Regions from separate parts of the Sus scrofa genome. Here all the other regions are linked to region 2. A link is a contact called in public Hi-C and HiChIP or PLAC-seq data. All regions are on one chromosome and are shown on one strand. Each heading gives the region's core, a stretch centred on a gene start, on an enhancer-like site or on the middle of the called end of the contact. The rest is flanking DNA. Distances are from core to core; before and after follow the strand shown.

What was found. Hi-C and Micro-C count contacts between places; a contact is called where the count stands out from the background. HiChIP or PLAC-seq counts read pairs in DNA pulled down with a chosen protein or histone mark.
Region 1: a contact with region 2 is called in a Hi-C map of skeletal muscle, with 3 times the contacts expected there. The contact joins the promoter of RPAP1 here to the promoter of NDUFAF1 in region 2. A contact is called at or near these places in 2 of 47 Hi-C or Micro-C datasets (heart right ventricle and skeletal muscle).
Region 3: an H3K27ac HiChIP or PLAC-seq map of alveolar macrophages shows a contact between it and region 2. The contact joins the promoter of EXD1 here to the promoter of NDUFAF1 in region 2. A contact is called at or near these places in 1 of 47 Hi-C or Micro-C datasets (liver) and 1 of 2 datasets of contacts at active chromatin or transcription factors (alveolar macrophages).

The regions. Positions count from the first base shown.
Region 1 is chr1:129,837,095-129,840,059 of Sscrofa11.1, forward strand. RPAP1 (RNA polymerase II-associated protein 1) reads left to right here and starts at 1,462. Exons shown (of 25, transcript XM_003121581.4): 1 at 1,462-1,558; 2 at 2,320-2,575; 3 at 2,860-2,965. The coding sequence starts at 2,395.
Region 2 is chr1:129,966,739-129,969,873 of Sscrofa11.1, forward strand. NDUFAF1 (complex I intermediate-associated protein 30, mitochondrial) reads left to right here and starts at 1,742. Exons shown (of 5, transcript XM_021097468.1): 1 at 1,742-1,883.
Region 3 is chr1:130,110,961-130,113,985 of Sscrofa11.1, forward strand. It overlaps EXD1 (piRNA biogenesis protein EXD1), which reads left to right and starts at 1,501. Exons shown (of 11, transcript XM_021097534.1): 1 at 1,501-2,169. CHP1 (calcineurin B homologous protein 1) reads right to left here and starts at 1,501. Exons shown (of 7, transcript XM_013993169.2): 1 at 1,192-1,501. The coding sequence starts at 1,258.

The DNA of each region.
Region 1 (2,965 bases), core at 212-2,711, 130 kb before region 2:
TCCTCGACCTTTTACCTAATGGTTTTATCAGTCATTGATTATCATTGCCTGGAAAGATTATTTCTTTAGTGGTTGCAAATAATGATTTTATACTTTCATTCTTCCTGCATTTTTGGCTCCAATTTTCCTCCCTATTCACTGTAACTTCTGACCAGCCAGTACCATTTGGACCCCAAGGTTGGCTAAATCCTAGTAGCTGAAATTTACTGCTGCAGCTGAAACCAAGAAACCTAAAGAAGGATTCTGTAAACTATTTGGAAAGTTGTTAGAAATGCAAATTCTTGGGTTCTGTCAAAGACCTATCAATTCAGAAACTCGGGTGAGGCCCAGAATCTGGTTCAACAAGCCCTCCAGGTGCTTCTGAGGCCTGCTAAAGTTTGAGAACTCCTGGACTAACATTGACTTCCCCGAGATGGCCTTCAACCAAGCAATAATTTACTAAAGTCCTGTGTGCATGGCAATATGCTGGGTGCTGAGCATTATCGGTGCAAAACAGAAGGCCCACTTCTCCCAAGGAACCCACAGTCTAGACCAGGGAACAGGGCACATGCTTGTGAAGAGGTAACCAGTGGTAGGTGATAGTCAGCAGTATGTTCCCAACATGGCACACAAGTAGTAGAGATGGAAGATTCCAGGAAAATTCAGTGCAGAGGCCCAGTTGGTAAAAGTTTATAGTTGATTCCAACTAGGTCTTAAAGGAAGAAAAAGACTTTGGGGTGGGGTGGAGGAAAAAAGAGGGAGGATTTCTTTTCTTTTCTGGCTCCACCTGCGGGATATGGGAGTTCCCAGGCAACTACAGCTGCCAGACCAAGCCACAGCCACAGCCACAGCAGATCTGAACCGCAATGCAACCCTGACCTACACCGCAGCTTGCAGCCATACCAGATCCTTAACCCACTGAGCGAGGCTAGGGATCGAACCTGCAGCCTCACGGATACCTGTTGGGTTCACTTCTGCTGAGCCACAAGAACTCTGAAGGAGGATTTCTAAGTAGAGATACTGGCAGGAGCAAAGTCAGGATGTCCCTGAAGAGAATCACCTGGCAGTCAGTGAGGCTGTTCTAGCCTCTCTTCTCATCACCATTCAGGCAGTGTTTCTTGCGCTTTGTCTTCCCTTTTTCCTGGTTAGCTTCTTGCTCGCCCATAATCACACTGGGGAGGCCACACGTGTGTATGCAGGTTTCTAAGTGCTGGCCCTGAGCTTGGGTGCTGGAGTGGTGGATGCAGTTACCCAAGCTGGTGAATGCAGGATGCCTGAGGAACCCTTTGCCTCTGTCAAGGGTGTTGTGAGTGTAGAAAGGCTTGTGCTGGCTATGCATCTGAAGAGTGAATGTTACGAGTGTCTGCCTGGAGCTCACGAAGTGAGGTAGACCGCGGCAAGCGGAATATATTCGCGTTCAAGCGTCCAAAACACCGCAAGGGCAACCTTTTCCCAAGAGTGGGCGGGGCCAGGCCATGGAGAGGAGGGGCCGGGTTGCGGAGCGGAAGTTCGAAATGAAGGCGGCGGAAGCCCGGCCCCAGCGGGGCAAAATGGCAGCGCCCAGAACGTCCTAGATCAAGTAAGTGGCTTGGCTGGAGGGAAGGACCTTAGGATATCTCGGTGAAAGGGGCTGGTACACGGTATGTAGTTCTTTGTCGTAGCCGTCCCCATTATCTTTGGTCCGGCCAGGAGCGGCCGCGGTCATGTCGATGCGGAGATCCCAGCCATGGCCCCCCATTCTCTGGCGGCATAGGCTGAAACTCGGTGATTTCTCTTTGCTGATGCGGGTGGTCCAGGAGCTCCGGCGACCGTAGAGCCCTAGGGGCGGTTGTGGAAGCCTGCAGAAAAAAGTCTTGAACTACTTTGGCGAAATTTATTCTTTTTAATGCTATAATAAATAGAATTGTTCTCTTAGTTTCGTTTTCTGATTGTTCTTTGCTAGTATATAGCAATACACATGTTTTTTTTTTCTTAATATATATCGATCTTTTATAGCCCAAGGTTTTAAATAATTTGAATACTCTTAGGCCAGGTATGTTCCCACCAGTTTGACACCAAATCACCACTCCTTGATTTGACACGTTTATATGCCTGGTTCCTGATGGCATTTTCCTTAGGTCCCTTATGGTTGTTCATGGGAGTTTTTATCATCCACAGATTGTAAACAACCTAAATCGGCAGTAAATATTGTTGTTGAGCTGCATCAGAGAGGGCTAAGTAAGGAGGGAATGGCGATAAGTTATGAATGAGGAGAAATGAGTTGATGTGAACTCAGGGAGAAAGAACCTTCTCTGATGCTCGGCTCACTGGTAGAGGGCTCATCATCTTTATTGCTTTTAGGGGTGAATGAGAGTGAGTCCCCTACACTGAAGCAGTGCTGGAAAGTCACACTAGGAAGGCAGCTGGTGTGCCAAGATGCTGTCGAGACCAAAGCCAGGGGAGTCCGAGGTGGACTTGCTGCGCTTCCAGAGTCAGTTCCTTGCAGCTGGTGCAACCCCAGCAGTACAGCTGGTGAAGAAAGGAAGTAGGAAAGGTGGCGATGCTAACCCAGACCAGCCTCCTCTGCAGGATCGTCGGGATGTGGTGATGCTGGACAGTGAGTGGCTGTGGGTATGAAGTTGAAAAGAAGGGTTTTCTCCCTCTTATTGATGTGGATGGATTCCCCAGCATTATTTCAGAACCACGTAACCTCTGTTGCTACAGCCCCATTTTACATATGAAGAAACTGAGGCTCAAAGAGGTTAAATACCTTGCCCAAGGTGACACAGCTTGAGCCAGGATCCCACCACAGCTGCCTTTCTTTCTTTGGCTTCCTACTAGTGCTCAATCTCTTCCTGAGAAGGTATGAGTAACCTCACATGTGGGTTTTTTCTTTCTCAGATCTCCCAGATTTGCCCCCAGCCTTGGTTCCTGCTCCACCAAAGAGAGCCAAGCCTAGCCTTGGCTGCCCCCTGCCTGAACACGAGGACCCTGAAGAGAGGCTGAA
Region 2 (3,135 bases), core at 492-2,991:
GCCAGCAGCTATAGCTCCTATTCAACTCCTAGCCTGCGAACCTCCAAATGCCGCGAATGCGGCCCTGAAAAGCAAAAAAAAAGAAAGAAAGAAATGAATAAGTGGCCACTAAGCACCAGCTTTGGAGGAAGAATGAAAGCTTGCATCTATCTTGATCCCTATCTGCGGCCCTATTTTCCACTCCCAAACTGTAAAACCACCTCCTAGTCTCTGCGAACGGAGGACACAGTTTTTAAGGCATTAGTCTGCTGTGGCTTCCTTTGCAGTGCCAAAGCAATAAAGCTATTTTTTTTAATCTATTTTGCATGCCCCCTCCCCCCAAAAAAAGAAAAAAAATGGGAGGCGTTCCTTGGTGTCCTAGAAGGATTCACTATTATCACTGCTAATAGTTGCTTGGGTTCAATCCTGGCCCTGGAATTTCTGCATGGGGTGTGCGGCGGGGCAGCCAGGCCAAAAAAAAAGAAAAGAAAAGAAAAGAAAATGTATGTTGGTGTTTAGAGGAACATATTTTGGATTGTTTGCGTGTAACTCATGTCTGTGACTAGAAAAGAGGAAGGCACAGGCTGGGCTTAGGAGACAAACCCACATTTAAGGTTGTGGGAGTACAGAGTAAAGTAAGCAGCTAGAAAAAGCTCAAGGACAAGTTCCCATAGTGGTTTTGATCCCTGGTCTTACTCAGTGGTTTAAGGATGAAATGAATCCGATTAGGAACCATGAGGTTGTGGGTTCGATTCCTGGCCTCGCTCAGTGGGTTAAGGATCCCACTTTGCCGTGGCTCGGATCTGGCATTGCTGTGCCTCTGGCATAGGCTGGCAGGAACAGCTCCAATTTGACCCCTAGCCTGGGAACCTCCATATGCCGTGGGTGACAAAAAGACCAAAAAAAAAAAAAAAAAAAAAAAAAGTTCAAGGAGGTTGCAGAGCCAGGCAAGTGTAGTAGAATCCGGAGAAGTCAAAGAAAAATTTGAAGACAGAAAAGGTGTAGAGTGGAAAAGAGTGACAGAGGAAACTTGGAAAAGGCAATTGTATTTGGTGAGGACTTGGAAGGTACTCTGGAGAACGGTGTTAACAGCCAATGGTTACAATTCATTCGAATTCATGCTGAGGGCTTAATTCCTGCCAGCGTTATGTTAGGTGCTGGGGACAGGAAGAAGAGTACTTTCTGGACCCAAGAAGCTCACAGCATGGCGGAGGAAGTGAGAAGTGAATGAATAATTAAGATACAAGTGTTGAAAGTGCTTAAACAGAGGGGTGCGCAAGATACAATCGAAACCCTGGGGAGTGGGCGACCCCACGGGGCAGGATTGGGGAAGGGCAGGTAGGAGAGTTGGTGTTCAAGTTTCAGGTGGGTCTCCCAAGATTCTTTGGGGGTTAATTCCAGGAGAAGTAGCTCTCTGTGGCCGTGGACTGCTCTTGGGCTGCTCTGTGGCCGTGGACTGCTCTTGGGCTGCTGCTCTTGGGGGCCAAGGTTATTAGCAATATCTGGGTCCTACTTGAAAGATACAGGATGAAGTTTGCAGCATGAAGGCGGAAAGCAGGAAGGGGAGGCGAAAATTTTCTCTAAATTCTCCCCACTTTCTGACATAGGGCAGAAAAGATCAGGAAGGGCAGGAGGAGCGGGTCCTTTGGGAAGCTAGTCGACCATAACCCTCATTTCGCTAAGCTTCGGGATCTTTATTACTCTTCCCCCGACCTGCGTACCTGACCGGAACTCTAGTGTCATAAGGCCCAGTTTCCCTGCGGACTGGAAAAGCAGATGGACCTACACAGGAAAAGTGGAGTAGCCGGCGGGGAAAAGCCAGGAGCACAGCGGAGGTTCACTCTGGGGTGTCGCGAGGGAGGGCTGCAGCGTCGGGACTTGCGAGGGCGACACAGCCCTAGCAGGTGAGAAATGAAGGGGCCGTGACAATGTCCAGACCGCTCCCGGTCTTGGATCAGGAGCTAAACGCCGGGGCTCTTGGGGATAGGTTTGCCGCTTAGTAGTTGTATACCTCGGGTGATTTAGTCTTAGAGCCTCCATTTTCATCTTTGCAATTGGAATAGTAGCCCCTCTTTTGGTTGTTGTGAGGAGTTAAAGTACACCTAGAATAGTTTCTGACACGTGGTAAGCGCTGGACATACAGTCTTCAGTAAGATTGCTTGCTTTTAGCTTCATGGTTTATGCTGCCATGAAAACTCACCAGCTTCAGCCCAGGATCATCCAGTTAGTGATTTTGACTATGTTTATTGGTAAAAATATGAAACAAAATATTCATAACTAACGTTATATTATTAGAGAAGTAATAACACTACTGAGGGGTTGGAAAATAGGGTGAATAATGGTACTCATAATTCCATCACCCTGCACATGGCTGTAAGCCTTTTTTTAACCCCCAAATCTTTTTTGTTTGTACATTTACATTTTTATACTTATATCGTTACCGTATATGCTTTTTTTTTTTTCTTCCCCTTTTTCTTTTTTAGGGCTGCACCCGCAGCGAATGGAAGTTCCCAGGCTAGGGGTGGAACCCGAGCTACAGCTGCTGGCCTATGCAACAGCCATAGCAACACTAGATACTAGCCGAGTCTGTGACCTACACCACAGCTCACAGCAATGCTGGATCCTTAACCCACTGAGTGAGGCCAGGGATGGAACCTGAATCCTCATGTATCCTAGTAGGGTTTGTTAACTTCTGAGCCACCGAAGGGAACTCCAGTATACATGCATTTTTAATTCCTCATTATTTGTCACTCAGTAGTGTAGCCTAAGCATGGTGTTCATGAGAATCTTTTTTTTTTTGGTGTTTTTTTCTGCACCTGAAGCATGTAGCAGTTCCTGGGCTAGGAATGGAACCAAGCCACAGCAGACTGCAGTGACAACGGCCAGATCCTTAAGCTGCTGTGACATGGAGGAACTCTGAGAATCATTTTTTGATTGTACAAATTCCATTTTATCACTTATTTCCCAAATTTTTGTGTGTGGAGAGAGAAAATCATTTGAACAAGTCAGTAAGGGAAATTTAAGTATTACCTATGATTCCAAGACCTGAGGTCAACTCTTGTTATTTTTCCTGGTTCCCTGCAATTTTTGGTCCATTTGAAAACATACTGTTCACACATTTTCATTTGTTTATTTATTTTTGGGCCGCGGGTGCAG
Region 3 (3,025 bases), core at 251-2,750, 140 kb after region 2:
AAAATAAAATAAATATAATAAAAAGAACTACATTGGAAGGTGGTGAGCTCACCATCCTTAAAGTCATTATGGAGAGACTTAATGACCATGAGTTTGGAGATGCTGAAAGCAGTAAACCAATCTGAGAAGGGATGAGACTAGATAAATAACATCCCTTCCAACTTGAAGATTCTAGAAAGTTAAACAGCATTTAATTTATCTCAGGCCACCACTGCCTGAGTAATTCTGAAGTTACCCAAGCACTCACTATTATCTGCAAATGGACCATTCGGTGACTTACTTGTCATCTCATTATCAAAGACAGGTATCCTAAAACTCAGAACCCAGATGCTTCCACAAATCATGTAAAATACATGAGTCATAATGGATTAGTGAGAAGAGAAAATATCATACGCATTATCGAGGGCCAGCTACACAAATATATGATGTTTTCTGGGATTCTGAAATCCCAAAGCCATGTTACCCCTTTCTGGTTAATGAGGAAGAGACTGGATTATTAAAGTCAGTTCCTAAAACAAATTCACACTGAGATTTTTGGAGCACATCCAGTTTCTATGGCGACTGCATAAAGTAAACCAGCATAATAGAAATCAATATATCTGAAATCAGGACAGCAAACATCCTCAGTGTAAATTTAAAAAACTGGTAGTCACAGAATCCGTACTTTCTCTCCACAAGTTCAAAATGAAAGAAGTCTCACTCTCAGATCCCTGACTCTTTAAGGTCTCCCATCAGCAGGTCATGTCTTCCAAAGCCTTACTATACGATCTCACTTTCTGTATTTATTTTTCTAGCTGAGGCAATAATTTGTTTGATTTCCCACCGTTGTCAGTAGCTGTAACACCCTGCCCAGAAACGTCACAGAAACGGACAGAATGTTTTCTACAGGATTCCTTCAGAAATTTGAGGTTGTTCCAGAAAGATAAAAAATTCGGAGACTTTCAAGTGCAAGAGGAGAAAAGAGCGGGATTACTTTGAGCAGGACAACCCCACAGGAGCCAGAGCCCCACTCTGGGTAGCTGTAGCTGTAAGAACTGGTTCTCCATCATCCCCGAAGCTCTAGCGCTGGAAACTTCCCAGGAACCCCACAACCTCCCGGCACCCCAGCTTCAGACTTCAGCTACAGTTACCCTCCCTCCTGAGGCCAACCGGCGGCGCCCGGCCGCGTTGCCACCCCCTACCCGAACTCACAGCCAGTCTCCTTCTTGATCTCCTCGAGCTCTTCGTCCCGCAGTAACGTGGAGGCCCGGGACCCCATCACTAAGCCGGGAGCTCCTCCGGGAGCAGGGGCGCCTGAAGCGACAGCGGCTGCAGGAGAGAGGGAAGAAGGGGAGGAAGGACCGGGGTCAAAAACGGAGAGGGCAGTATTTCTACTGAGGGCCGGGAAGGGAACCCAGGGGTGGCGCGCGGAGAAGGGCGGCCCAGAGGCCCAGCCAATTGGGAGTGAGACTGCGCCCGGCTCAGGAGCCGACGTCGACGTTCCTAGCTCCAGCCCCCGAATGAATCAGCCCAGCGCCAGGCCAGGTCTAGCTCAAAACGGACCACGCCCCCGGAACCATGATGCCACCGGCCTTAAATGGGCAATGCCACTCTGGCCTTAGAGACCGCAATTAAAAGGGCAACGCCTTGACCCACCGTTTTACAACACGCAGACCTGTGACATACAGCGTAGCCAACCCCTTTATCACAGAACTCTAATTCTAGAAACCCCACCCTACAACTGGCATGGATCGCGGAGAGAAACAATCAAAATAGACAAAACGTCGCTTGGGTGAAAGCCAGGGCGTGTCTCCTGGGAACTGCATGCTGGGAGTTGCATCTCATTTTTCCTGCCTGGGGGGCGCTCGGGTGCCAGCTTCGGGGCCGCGCGCTGATTGGCTCCTTGGGAAACAGCCGGGACCTTCTGTTCAGGCCGGTTGGCGTCCGCTCCGCTGCGTCGGTGTCCTGCGCTGCGTACTTTTCTGTAATTTGTTTTTTTCTGGACTGTCCTTTGGTAACAGCCACCGCGGGCTTGGAACTTCCCGAGAGTTCTTCCTTAACAGCAGTCCCTCTTTTGTTAGTTCAAGACTGAAGCGCGAGGAACTCACCATTTGGCTGAAATAGGGACCAGATTTCCTAAACTTCCGTCGGAGAAAAAAAAATCTAACGGTGGAGGAGAGAATTTCTAGTGTATGGCCCGCAGTTTGTTTTTAAGTTTCTTATTTTGCCTTAAAGATGAGGGATTTTGCATTTTGTTCTCATGGCATATTTTTGTTTTCCTGAAAACGCTTAAAGCCACTTGTTAAATTAGTACACCCTGCCAGGTGAACCAGATCTTTAACTGTGGCTTCAGTGCCTTTACACCCCTTCACTCGATTGTTGGGCTTATTACAGAACAGATTTGAATTATGGAAGAACCAAATTTTGACCTCTGTCACTTAGTACCTAAGTACTAGAAGGCTATTTTAGCGAGCTGCCCAAGTCAACTTAGATTACTAGTTTTTAAGCTTTACCTAAGGCTTTGATAGATTGGCATGAGATCAAGTTTATAGTCTTACTGAGTTTGTTTTCGTGATTGACTTACTCTGTTTTGTCCTAATAATGTCTGCCGTCATACACAGAATGTAGCATTTTGGATATGCTCGTCTAGACCACAGGAGCTTCCTTTTATCCTGCGAGTATGAGTATGGTAGAAAAAGTTTGATGTCAGCGACATGTGTCCATTTTCTGAGTCTGCCTTGAAGCCTGTCTCTGGATCCTGACCTTACTTGTTCTTCCAAATTTTGAATCTTACCTTTTGCAGCTGTCCTCAAGGCTTTCTTTGCTTTGTGTTGTTTTTCTGATTTACTTTAACATTTCTTAAATTTCCTTATTGTCCAAGCATTTCACAAACTTGTTTCTTATGTTTTTAAAAATACAGATGATTATCTCTATGAAGGGCTGGTATTTCCAGTTTTAGGTTCGCTGTTATTTCTGTAAAAATTCCCCTTTGCCTGTTGGATTAGTGAGCAAAGAAGAATGGTCTTTCCAGGTGCTCTGGTGACTT